Regions from separate parts of the Mus musculus genome. Here all the other regions are linked to region 1. A link is a contact called in public Hi-C and HiChIP or PLAC-seq data. All regions are on one chromosome and are shown on one strand. The core of a region is the stretch at or near the end of the contact, and the rest is flanking DNA. Distances in the headings are between cores, read along the strand shown. Region 1 holds the start of Cpne4 (copine IV). Region 2 overlaps Cpne4 (copine IV). Region 3 overlaps Cpne4 (copine IV).

Evidence for each region. HiChIP or PLAC-seq counts read pairs in DNA pulled down with a chosen protein or histone mark. Hi-C and Micro-C count contacts between places; a contact is called where the count stands out from the background.
Region 2: a contact with region 1 is called in a Hi-C map of cerebral cortex, with 4 times the contacts expected there. The contact joins the enhancer-like site here to the promoter of Cpne4 in region 1. A contact is called at or near these places in 1 of 39 promoter capture datasets (embryonic stem cells), 1 of 484 Hi-C or Micro-C datasets (cerebral cortex) and 3 of 9 other capture datasets (adipose tissue, embryonic stem cells and liver).
Region 3: a contact with region 1 is called in a CTCF HiChIP or PLAC-seq map of large pre-B cells, with 5 times the contacts expected there. The contact joins the enhancer-like site here to the promoter of Cpne4 in region 1. A contact is called at or near these places in 3 of 39 promoter capture datasets (the C10 cell line and embryonic stem cells), 1 of 15 datasets of contacts at CTCF or cohesin (large pre-B cells), 12 of 484 Hi-C or Micro-C datasets (B cells, the C10 cell line, the HPC-7 cell line and 5 more), 2 of 115 datasets of contacts at active chromatin or transcription factors (forebrain and large pre-B cells) and 1 of 9 other capture datasets (pancreatic islet).

What each region holds. Positions count from the first base shown.
Region 1 is chr9:104,567,909-104,571,350 of GRCm38.p6, forward strand. Cpne4 (copine IV) reads left to right here and starts at 1,747. Exons shown (of 16, transcript NM_028719.3): 1 at 1,747-2,193.
Region 2 is chr9:104,927,378-104,930,819 of GRCm38.p6, forward strand. The region is part of intron 7 of Cpne4 (copine IV); the gene reads left to right. Among named protein-coding and RNA genes, the nearest start is that of Mrpl3, 120 kb to the right of the region's middle. Within about 2 kb of position 1,639, at least 3 of the 459 cell types and tissues checked have an H3K27ac peak or open chromatin away from gene starts, as enhancers often do. A contact at or near this core is called in cerebral cortex, where this site is marked.
Region 3 is chr9:104,878,519-104,881,960 of GRCm38.p6, forward strand. The region is part of intron 3 of Cpne4 (copine IV); the gene reads left to right. Among named protein-coding and RNA genes, the nearest start is that of Mrpl3, 170 kb to the right of the region's middle. Within about 2 kb of position 1,608, at least 2 of the 459 cell types and tissues checked have an H3K27ac peak or open chromatin away from gene starts, as enhancers often do.

The DNA of each region.
Region 1 (3,442 bases), core at 497-2,996:
GATGCTACTGAATAAAATCTAGGAGGAATTAACAAACATATTGTGGATTTTACTTTCCCAGAATGCATCCTTCTTTCCCTAGGAGGAAACCCTGAGTGTTCCTGGGAGGTCAGTCCTTCCAGCTGTAGTCTGTGTGACTCAGATGAAGCCCCAGTCTGTTCCCAGGAGTACTGTGAACACATTTCCTGCTCCAAACACCAGGACCTGTCCTTTATTGTAACCTCACAAGCCAAAGCCCCAATAATGATTAGCTTGCGCATAATCACATGACCTAAGTGTTCTCAGTCAAGGCAGACCATGGATTTGTGTGTAAGCTCCATGATACAGCTAGATTCTCTCAGGGTTATTTTTTCTAGCCTTGTAGCTAATATGGCATCTCAGAACAGCATGTGAGGCGACTGGAATAAGAAAAATGTTGATTTTCTGGAAACTGTTTCTTCTCAAAGATCTTCTCCTTTGATTTCCAGGATCATTTCTGAGCCCCCTTTGCTTTCCCCTGTCATTTCTCCTTCTCTGGCCTTTGAAACTGGGAACTGTGTAGTGGTCTAAAGCTTATAACCAAAGCCTTCACCTTACAAGAGACCTTGTTGGGTAGTACTTCAGCAAGCAGAGAGGGAGACACCTTCCTCCCTTGCCTGGTGTGCTTACCCATCATTTCTAACTCTGTGCGACCCCCAGGTGCAGAGAGATCCTTTTATTCATTTGCTTTATGGATTATAAAGTCTAATTTGATTCTGATCATGGGCATACCCAGGGTGGATTTGGTTCTCCAGTTTATCTACTTCTGCGGAGACAACTAGAAACAGCCTGACGTGCCTCCTCATTGTTTCTTTGCCTGAATGTGACTTCGAATAAATTTGTGACAGAAAAGTCATCACTTCCAAACTACCCCATAAGGGAGAGAGATGTCACTTAGCAGCACTGCAAAGCAAAACATCAAACCCCCTATTTCTTGTGTAAATGCTTTGTAGTGTGTTCAAAGTGTTTTATAATATGTGACAATGGTTACTCCCTAAATAAGACCTATAGTTTTTGGTTTGGGCTTTTTGAGACAGGGTCTCTAACCTAGGGCGGTTTCAAACTCCCTTTGTAGTTGAGGGTAACTTTGCCTTTCTGAGCCTTCTGCCTCCACCTCCCAAAGTCTGGGGTTTCAGGGATGCAATGCCATGTACAAATGTACAAATGCCTGGCTTTGTACAATGTTACGGTTTGAATGCAGAACCCTCTACATGTTAGGCCAGTGCTCTAACAACTGTGGTTCAACCCCAGCCAAAAACTTTATTTTAAAACATACATTCCCCAGGTATGGTGACGTGTTTGTATTCAGGAAAATATTCTGATATGAAGAGAAAAATAGCTGTTCACTCATTTAATCATGCATTTATTGACATGTAGGTACCAAAATAAGTATTCAATGTCACCCCCATTTTTAGTGAGAGTTGAGCGAATCAAGAAGTTTTCTTGAATGTATGCAAAAAAAAGTATAGCCCTTATTCTCTCCTCTCAGCTCTTGTGGTTTCACTGCTTTATCATAGAATAAGGAGAAATTAATCACGTGCCTCTCAGGAGCTGGTGGGAATTGCAAAGCTGAGCAGGGAATCAGGGCTGAGGGCGCGGCAGGACCATGGAGAGCGCCAGGGCCGCGACCAGGGCGGGGCGTCGCTGAGTCCCCGGAACCCCCCAGGGGGCGCTCGAGAGGAGGCTTAAGAACTAGTATCTTGCTGGGCTGCTGGGCGCAAGGGTTTCGTCAGAAGGTGGAAATCTCAGCTAGAAGCTGCCATCTCCTGGCTCTCACCCCTCCCTCCCTCCCTTCCTCCTTTCCTTCCTCCCTCACTCCTCTGCTCCCTCCCTCCTTCCCCAGTTCCTTCCTCTTTACTCAGCGAGTTCCTGAGCCCAGCAGCTCCTTCCACGCCGTTCACCCTCTCCCCCAGCCCCCAGCCCCCAGCCCCAAGAATGGAGTCGGGGTTTCCAGAGCGACCAAACTCTCCTCCCAGCATCTTTATCCTCCTCGGCTGTTGCTAAACTACCCCCAGTGGACCAAAGAGGGGGGAGGGAAGCCCGACTCTCCTAAGACCTCTTTACAACTACATCACCCAGGACCTCCACTCCAAAGGCGGATTTTGCATCCTGGGGGCGTGACAGACCTGTCCCGGGCTGAATTCTCTTTCTAGTCTCTGAGGCTGGCACACCCAGGTGAGTAGATGCTAACTCTGAGTCCTGTGTTCTTGCAAACTCGTCAGGGCTGCTGCGTAGCCAGACCAACTTTTGAGAAGCTCTGGGTTTTCGCCCAGCCTGGCTTGTTTGTCATTGCTGTTGTTCTGAACAGCGGCAGGAGCAGCAGTCCTTAAAGGCAAAAAAACTTTCAGCCAAAATACCTGCTTTTCCCGCATAACTCTACTCGCCCAGGTGGAGTGGTAGGGAGGCCCCAGGCGGGACGACAGAGGGAGGGCTAGGTTAGGCTCTGGAAGTCCTGCGGGCTTGAGGGAGGATTATTATTGTTTTAGAAATGAGAAGGGGGATGGGACCATAGTCGGGGCTGGAGTTGCTGCTTCCCATTTGACAGCAAAAAAGGTGTGGGGCATCAGTAGTGTTAGCCAATGGCTTGATCCTCTGCTGTTTGAATTCGGCTTCTGCAAGAGGTTCTAATAATATTTAACTGCGTCCATGACACCGAGGCTCACAAGTAACCCATAGTCTTGCTCGCGGCTTTATTTGGCTCGGTCTCCAACATTTTTTTCTTTTTGTTAAATGAAATAGCAGGGTGGTAAAGGAGGAACTGGAAGTACTGGGAGTCGCGTCTGACTAGAGAGCTAAAACTCGGTATCACGTACTACGAAGGATTGCTAGAACTCAATCCAAGGGAGTCAGAAAGTGGTCCACACTGAGTTGAGCTGAACAGCAATGGGTGGGAGTGGACAGAATCCAAGGAATAGTCTTAGGAAGATGAACTCCATCTTCCTCTTAGTGTAAGTGGGCTTGGGGTGGGGGTGGGGGCTAACCTCATTATGCATTCCAGATTCTACTGGGGGGGGGGGCTTCCAGGATTTAGGGAAGATTACCTATGGAGAGTCAATGAGGTGGAAGCAGGACTTGCTAGGGTGGGGATGGGCTGGAGACAGGGATAGAGTCCTGGGAAAGTTGATAAGAGATATCTGTCTCCATGCTGTGGACCCACCCGCTCCTAGAAGGTCCATGCCTCTGGAACTGAAAAGCTTCACACTTGGTCTTTGAAACTCTGCAGACCAGACCAGGAGCTTCATCTTCCTGCTGCTTTGCAGAGTTTTGCCAAGCTCAGCTCTGGTTTCTCTTGGCTCACTTGTTTTTCTGTTTCCTGAACAGCATTTTGAGCTGTTACAGAGCACTTAAGTGTTCTTGACTAGTGAGCCATCTCTCCAGCTCCGACTTAAGTGACTTAAGTGTTCTTAACTGAGACTAAACTCCG
Region 2 (3,442 bases), core at 389-2,888, 360 kb after region 1:
TTCCGGTATGGGTGGCGATTACCAATTCTACTTTGAGCAGTGCTCACCTGTCCCAGAAAGATAACTCTTTTCCTTGGGCCACGAATAAAATATCACCTCGTTTGGCATTTTGTCACTGGGAGCCATTGAGTGGGTAAAAGAAAGGTTTAGTAAAGATGAATGAATAAAAGTATAAATAAGGATCCCTCCGTGGGATTTCGAGATCTCTGTGGTCTCTGTAGGAACAAGAGCATGTATGAAATGATAGAGTCATAAGATATAGTCAGATGGAAAAGAGGAAGAGACAGAACTAAGGAATGGTGGAGGAAAGAAGAAAAGAAGCAAGGGTAAACATAGAAGGGAGGACCAGTTTCTTAGCATCTTCACAGCTGATCTATTGGTACTGTACTATAGAGAGTAGTTAGTGTTTCTCTCTCTAACTCTCTCTCTCTCTCTCTCTCTCTCTCTCCCTCTCTCTCTCTCTCCCCTTCCCTCTCTCTTTCCCCTCCTTCACTCCTTCCCTGTCTCTCTCATCAATTTGATAAACCAAAATATATTTAGACATTGAAAAATGATCCCTAGAGGGTAAAGTCATTTTTAACTTAATTAAAAGAAAATATTTCTGCATCAAGTATCTATTGTTATATAATGTATTACTCTACACACACACACACACACACACACACACACACACACACACACACACACACACACACACACACGTGTGGTAGTTTGAGGTAGTAAATGTGTTTAGCTTATAACTCTGTGCATGGGCAAACAGGGTGGTTCATAGACAATCTAGGTGATTCTTAGGTATTCTTGGTCTCTGTGAGGCACTCATGGTCTGCTGCCCATGAATGGGTTGACTTCTAGGGGTTGGTAGGCAGTGCATGTGTGTGTGTGGGGGGGGGGGTGTCTTAGTCCTTGTCATCAGTCCTTGCTGGTACAGTCCAGTATTCTCACACTCCTGACATTTCCACAGTGCCTAAAAGACTTGTTGAAATAGGAATGGTTGAGCTTCACCTGCAACCCCAAGTTTCAGATTCAGGGGATACAGAATAGGCATAAGAATCTGCATTTTTGTCAAGCTTCCCAATGGGAGTCATGCTCCTGTTCCAGTGACCATGCTTTTTGAGATTAAGCGTCGGCAGCTTTCACTAGTTTCCACTCTACCCTTCTCCGCTCCTCTTTACTGGCTTCCTCCCTGCCACCCTCTCTCTGTGCAGTGCTCAGACCCAGGCTGCACACCCTGCACATGCAGGAGAAATGACAGTCAGCTCTCTGCTTTGGAGGCTATCCTTATTCTTCTGCCTTTCCTTGAGCACACTGCTTGCTTCTGAGTCTCTTCAATCTCCTCCCCCTTGCAGAACGCCTTCCTGGTGGCGCTAACATTCATGGGGTGCTTCCTAGCCTTATTTACCAATACTTTCTTAGCCCTTGTAGTGGGCAGTGAGTGTGGGCGCATGCGTCTGAGTATATGCATATGTGTATTGTTCTTTGGGTGATGTCAACCTTCAAAAAACAAAACAAGGTCTCTCTGGGGACCAACCCCAAATCCTCAAAGCGCTTTGCAGAATGCGCTGTCTCATCAGTTCACAAGCTTCCTGCAGATGTCTCTGTCTTCCCGGCTGACGCTGCTTCTCCACACAGTCAGCATCTGTTCCCTGTGCATCCAGACATCTACCACATCCAGGCCCTGCCTGGAGTTCCTGCAGTAACGGCTTCTGGCCTTAACCTGTGCCAGGAAAGCTGCTCTAATAGGGAGGTTGGCAGGCTAGGCCTAGCCCCATTGTGAAGAGGCTTCCCTACCTCCCACTGCCGAGGGGGCCCTGCAGTGGCACTCAGCCGCTCACTGTAACGTTGGCTCTTCTGAAAGGTGGGATGGGTTCTTATGCGGCCTTTTATTTATATTCTTTGGTTCTTTTGCTTCGAGAGCAGCCATGAAATTCTAGTATGGCTTCTCCAAATACTGCAGTGCCAAGCTGCCAGACCAGAGCTCTAATCATATGGGTGTCATCTTCCCAACCAACAATATTGAAAACTGGAATGTCCTAAACCATCTATCAGGCTAGATTTTAAATCCTAACTTGATAATGAAGGCTTTCGTTCCAAAGCATCCTTTCAGTGTCTTTCTTAGTGACGCAGCATCTACGTGAACATCAACGTTAAGTAGCTAGCAGCTTCTCCATTTGTTTGTTTTCCTCTCCATGATAAAAGTCAAAACAGTGACTGGATGACACTTTTGAAATTGATTTATGTATTCAATATGAAAGTATTTAAGTACACAGGCAGTTTAAAGAGTGCTGAGACCTTCTCCCCTCCCCCTCCCCCTCTCCCACCCCCATACCATCCCACAGCTTCGGAAATCATTACTCATGGCCAGCTTCCTGTCATCACGCCCTGATGTTCCCTGTCACTCACACCGCTGGGCCATCTTGAACCGAGGTGAGCAGGCAGAAGGCCCACAATGCTCTCAGGTGCCCCTCCCCCAAGTTTCTCTGAGTCCTTTTAAAAGAATAGATGTCTTGAATCAGATCAAATACTTATGTTTTTGCTACATCATAAGATGATGATGTTCTAAAGGCCTGTGGTAAGCTACTATAGAAAGCCATAAAGGGGCAGGGTAAAGCCTGAGGCCAAGCAATAGTATGCCATGGTGTTATTTAGCAACCACATTTCCTGATGTGAAAATACTCCAGGATGTACCACCAAAGGATGAAGGACCTTCCAGTAAACACAACCAGAAAACTCTCTCATGCCCAAGACTGTTACCTGGAAGCATTTAATGCCATTAGATACCTTGCCACCTGCGCATATCTGCCTCTCTGCTAGTGATTTGCTAACCTCTGAAACAGTTGGATTTTCTGTTCTATGTGTGTGTGTGTGTGTGTGTGTGCGTATGTGTGTGTGTGTGTGTGTGTGTGTGTGTGTGTGTGTGTGTGTGTGTGCGCGCGTGTGTGCTGTATGTGCTCACATGTGTCAGGTGCACACACCCAAATAGATACTGAGGCAGAAGGAGGATGTGGGGTATCCTTCTCTATCACCTTGCACGTTGGGCCCCTGAGACAAAATCTCTCACTAAATCTGGAGCTAGGCTGAGAGCCAGCAAGTTCCACCTGTCCTTTCTCTGCCTCACCCACCCATACACAGCGCTGGGCCTGCAGGCACGGCGCTTGAGACCATACATGAGGGCCAGGGATTTGAACTCATGTCTGTGCAACAAGCACTCTTACCCACTGAGACATCTCATAGGTCCTGGTTATCTTGGTTTTACAGTAGGCTTTAAACCATGCCCAGGGTGAAAATGAGGCTCTTTTAATGAGTTAGTTGTTGCTCCCTCTTTGTATGTTTAGTCTTGTTTTGTGTGAGGTTTCTTTAAAGGAAAAAAAAAGCAGACTAGTGTGTCCTGAAGTGTTTTTCTACATTCTGTTTCCTATAAATGGGTCACTGGGGCCAAGTTCTG
Region 3 (3,442 bases), core at 358-2,857, 310 kb after region 1:
AAGCCTTTCTTTGTTGAGTGTCCTCCGGTGCATTTTCCCTGAGTGCTGGGGGTGGGGAGGTGGGGAAGGGGCACGCCAAGGGCCTTTACAGCTTACAAGTTGAAACACTGAAGGAGAGCGTTCTTTCTCTTCCCCTCAAAATATCTGCTCTCTCAAGTATGAGCAAGCAAAACAGAAAAACCACTACCACGTTCCCTCTTGACATCTGTGGTGGTAAAAGGAGGTGTTTTTTGTCATGTATAGCTGAGGCAGGCAAAGAATGGCTAGATGTCAGCTGGGAGGATGACACAGCCGGTGTGTCCCAGGTGGCTCCTTAAGGCTTGAGTATAAGCGCTGTGCGCTGTACTGTTTAATGGATCCTCAATGGCCTCAAGCATTCTCTCTCAGTGCTCCCAGGTTCTCTGTCCAAAGACAAACTCTTCCCACTCTCAAAGCCCCATTTCTTCATCTACCAATAGAGAGAGCCGTATTGCTGAGCCTTGGCAATATTGTGAGGGTTGGTCTGGAGGGATAGCTCAGTTCATGCAAGCATAACAGGATAACCTGAGTGAGATCCTCTCTGAACCATTGGAGGAGAGGAGCCTGAGTGCGGGACATGAACTTGTAATTTTAGCACTGGGAAATGGAGGCTCAGGAGCCAACCAGTCTAGCCCAGCTGGTGAGCTTCAGGCCAGCGGGAGACCCTTTCTCATAAAACAAAGTGGACAGCTGCCTGAGAAAATGGCATTCAAGGTTGTCCTCTGGCCTCCATATCCATATGCATGTGCACATGTGGAACTCTCAGGTACACATGTCTATATATACACCTGCACACACAAATATTCACCTATGAACATACATGCTCACATATGATTACCCACACAATCAGTGAGTCAATACATAAAAAATGCTGAGCTGAGACCCTGATATAAAGAAAGCACTTGGATTGTTGTTGAAGATGTCTGAGTGCCGTTATTCATGTGGTGAGGATCTAGGGAAAGATGGGAAGGGTCAGCCTCGTCAAGGGAAAGGAAGAGTTATAAAGAACAAGTTCCCATGACCTGGGCAGCCACCAATACTGAAAGTATAATTTCAGTTTGTTAGTGATCTCATTTCATCCAGGGATTCAAGGTACACATTGGCTCATGTGAATGCTTGCCCTAGCATCAGTTCTTTTAGGATAATTTGTGTGTGGTGGGGGGAGGATGGTTTTAAAACAGAATGTTGAAGCCTGAAAAGTTGGCACACTCCTTTAATTCCAGCAATAACTAGAGACAGACGACTCTCTCTGAGTTCGAGACCAGCCTGGTTTAAAAGAGTGAGTTCTGCAACAGCCAGGAATACACAGAAAAATCCTGACTGGAAAAAACCAAAACCTAAACCAAACCAAACCAAACCAAATAAACAAACAAACAAACAAAACAAACAAATAAAAACAGAATGTTGCAATAATCTGGGTAGTTATTCCAACCCTTAACCCTTATCTTACTAGAACTAAAGCCCACAGGAAACAAATGAAGTGAATTCACCAGAACTACACAGGAAATCACATGTGCAGCCTGTTCCCTACCCCATTCCCCAAAGCCCTAGGCTTCCACAGGTGCTTGGGGGGATTTGAGTTTGAGATGTGCCTACTCTGCCATGAACAGCCGGACTTTTGCTTTACAGAAAGAAAAGCTGCAGCCCTCAGCAGGCTAGGAACTGGCAGACTGTGCAGTTGGGTTCAAGCACAGCAAGTGACTGACTGCACAGAGCCAAAAAAAAAAAAAGTGCCCAATGAGGCCATGGAAGGTTCATGTCCTCAGAGAGGCAGAGCTGTACATTCTCAGCAGATGGGAGAGGGGGGTGAGTCACAAGGACACAGAGTGATCAGAAAGCTGTGCTTTCCTTCTGGGTTCCTAGGAACTCGGAGAGCATCCTACCCCAAACTAGACGCACAGCTAAGCCATCTTGTGCTACACCCTACCAAGGGTTCACCAGAAAAGACAGGATACCTCACCACCTACAAGAGTGAGCTGCCCCTTGCCCTGGCAATTTCATGTCCCTTCTTCTTCTGTTGTTTATTCACTCATTCACCCATTTCTAGATGTCCACCTCTCTTCACACACCAAAGGCAATGAATGATCCTAAGGAACAAAGATGACTTCCTCAAGCTGCAGGGTTAGGGAGTTACTATCCCTTACCACCTCAGGACCCAGAATTGAGAGACACTGGCCGCTACTGTTACTGACATTAAACAGTTCAGAGAAATGAGAGCAAGAGGACAGGAACATTGTTGAGAGCCACACCGACCTTTATGGTTCTTTCCATTTATTCTAGTAGCTAGTTCATCACTAAATAGTATACATTAGAAAGCAGTATTAGTGCAAAGCCAAGTTGGAGTTGACTTTGGTAGTGTTTGGTGGACCCTTTTCTCTTTCAGTTAAATTTGTTTTATGGTTTATACAGAAGGAATATAGATGACCTGTAAACATTTTTTTTGTACAAACATGACATTAGTTATCCTCCCTCAGAAAGGACATTTGCTTTAAGAATATGATATAGGGACTGGAGAGTTGACTCAGCAAGTAGGAACACTTGCTACTCTCAGAGAGGGCCTGAGTTCATTTCTTAGTACCCATGTTGGGCAGCTCACAACCTCTTGTAACTCCATTTTCAGGGGATCCAAGATCCTGTTCAGTACACACATAATTAAAAACAAAATAAATCTTAAAATCAAAAGACCTCAGCATGGCTCTCTGAAAAATGTTGGAGTGACTGCCAATGTCTTAAAGGCAGAATCGTACAAAGTCAGCACCCAGGGGCATCCCCACCTGGCCAGTATTCCTTCTGTGTTCAGTCATATTGAACATAAACATTGCCTAAGTTCTTAGAGGCATTTTCTCTTTTCTATGGGTCAGCAACATTTACATTAAGTCCCCCTTCTTTATTGCCATGTGGCTGCCCCTCAGTGTATTTTATTCTCCAGAATTTATATCTGTCTGTTAAAACTGAGAACTCCGTCTGTGAGCCATCTAGGGGTGCTGGTCTTGGTGGCACAGGGTTCTTTGGCTCCTGTTTGTAACAGAAGGATAGCACACTATGTGCCACATGCATGCCTGGTGCCTATGGAGGTCTAAAAAGGGCATCAGATCCCCTGGAACTGGAGTTACAAATGGTTGTGAAACACCATGTGGGTGCTAGGAATCAAACCTCAGGCCTGTGCTGGAATGTCCAGGGCTTCTGATCACTGGCCCATCTCTCCAGACCCTGATCCCAAAACTTATAAAAATGTACATTGATTGGCCTATCCTAGAGTGTCTGATCTCAAGGATCTCGTGGGAGACCCATGGTCAGAATTTCCAGGTTCCCTACTGACACCCCTTCTGCTGCACCAGAGACTACCTACACTCTGAGAAGCCTGTACCTGCTAGCGAGTCAGACTCTATCAATAGCTTTAGTGATAAAATAAACCAATGATGTA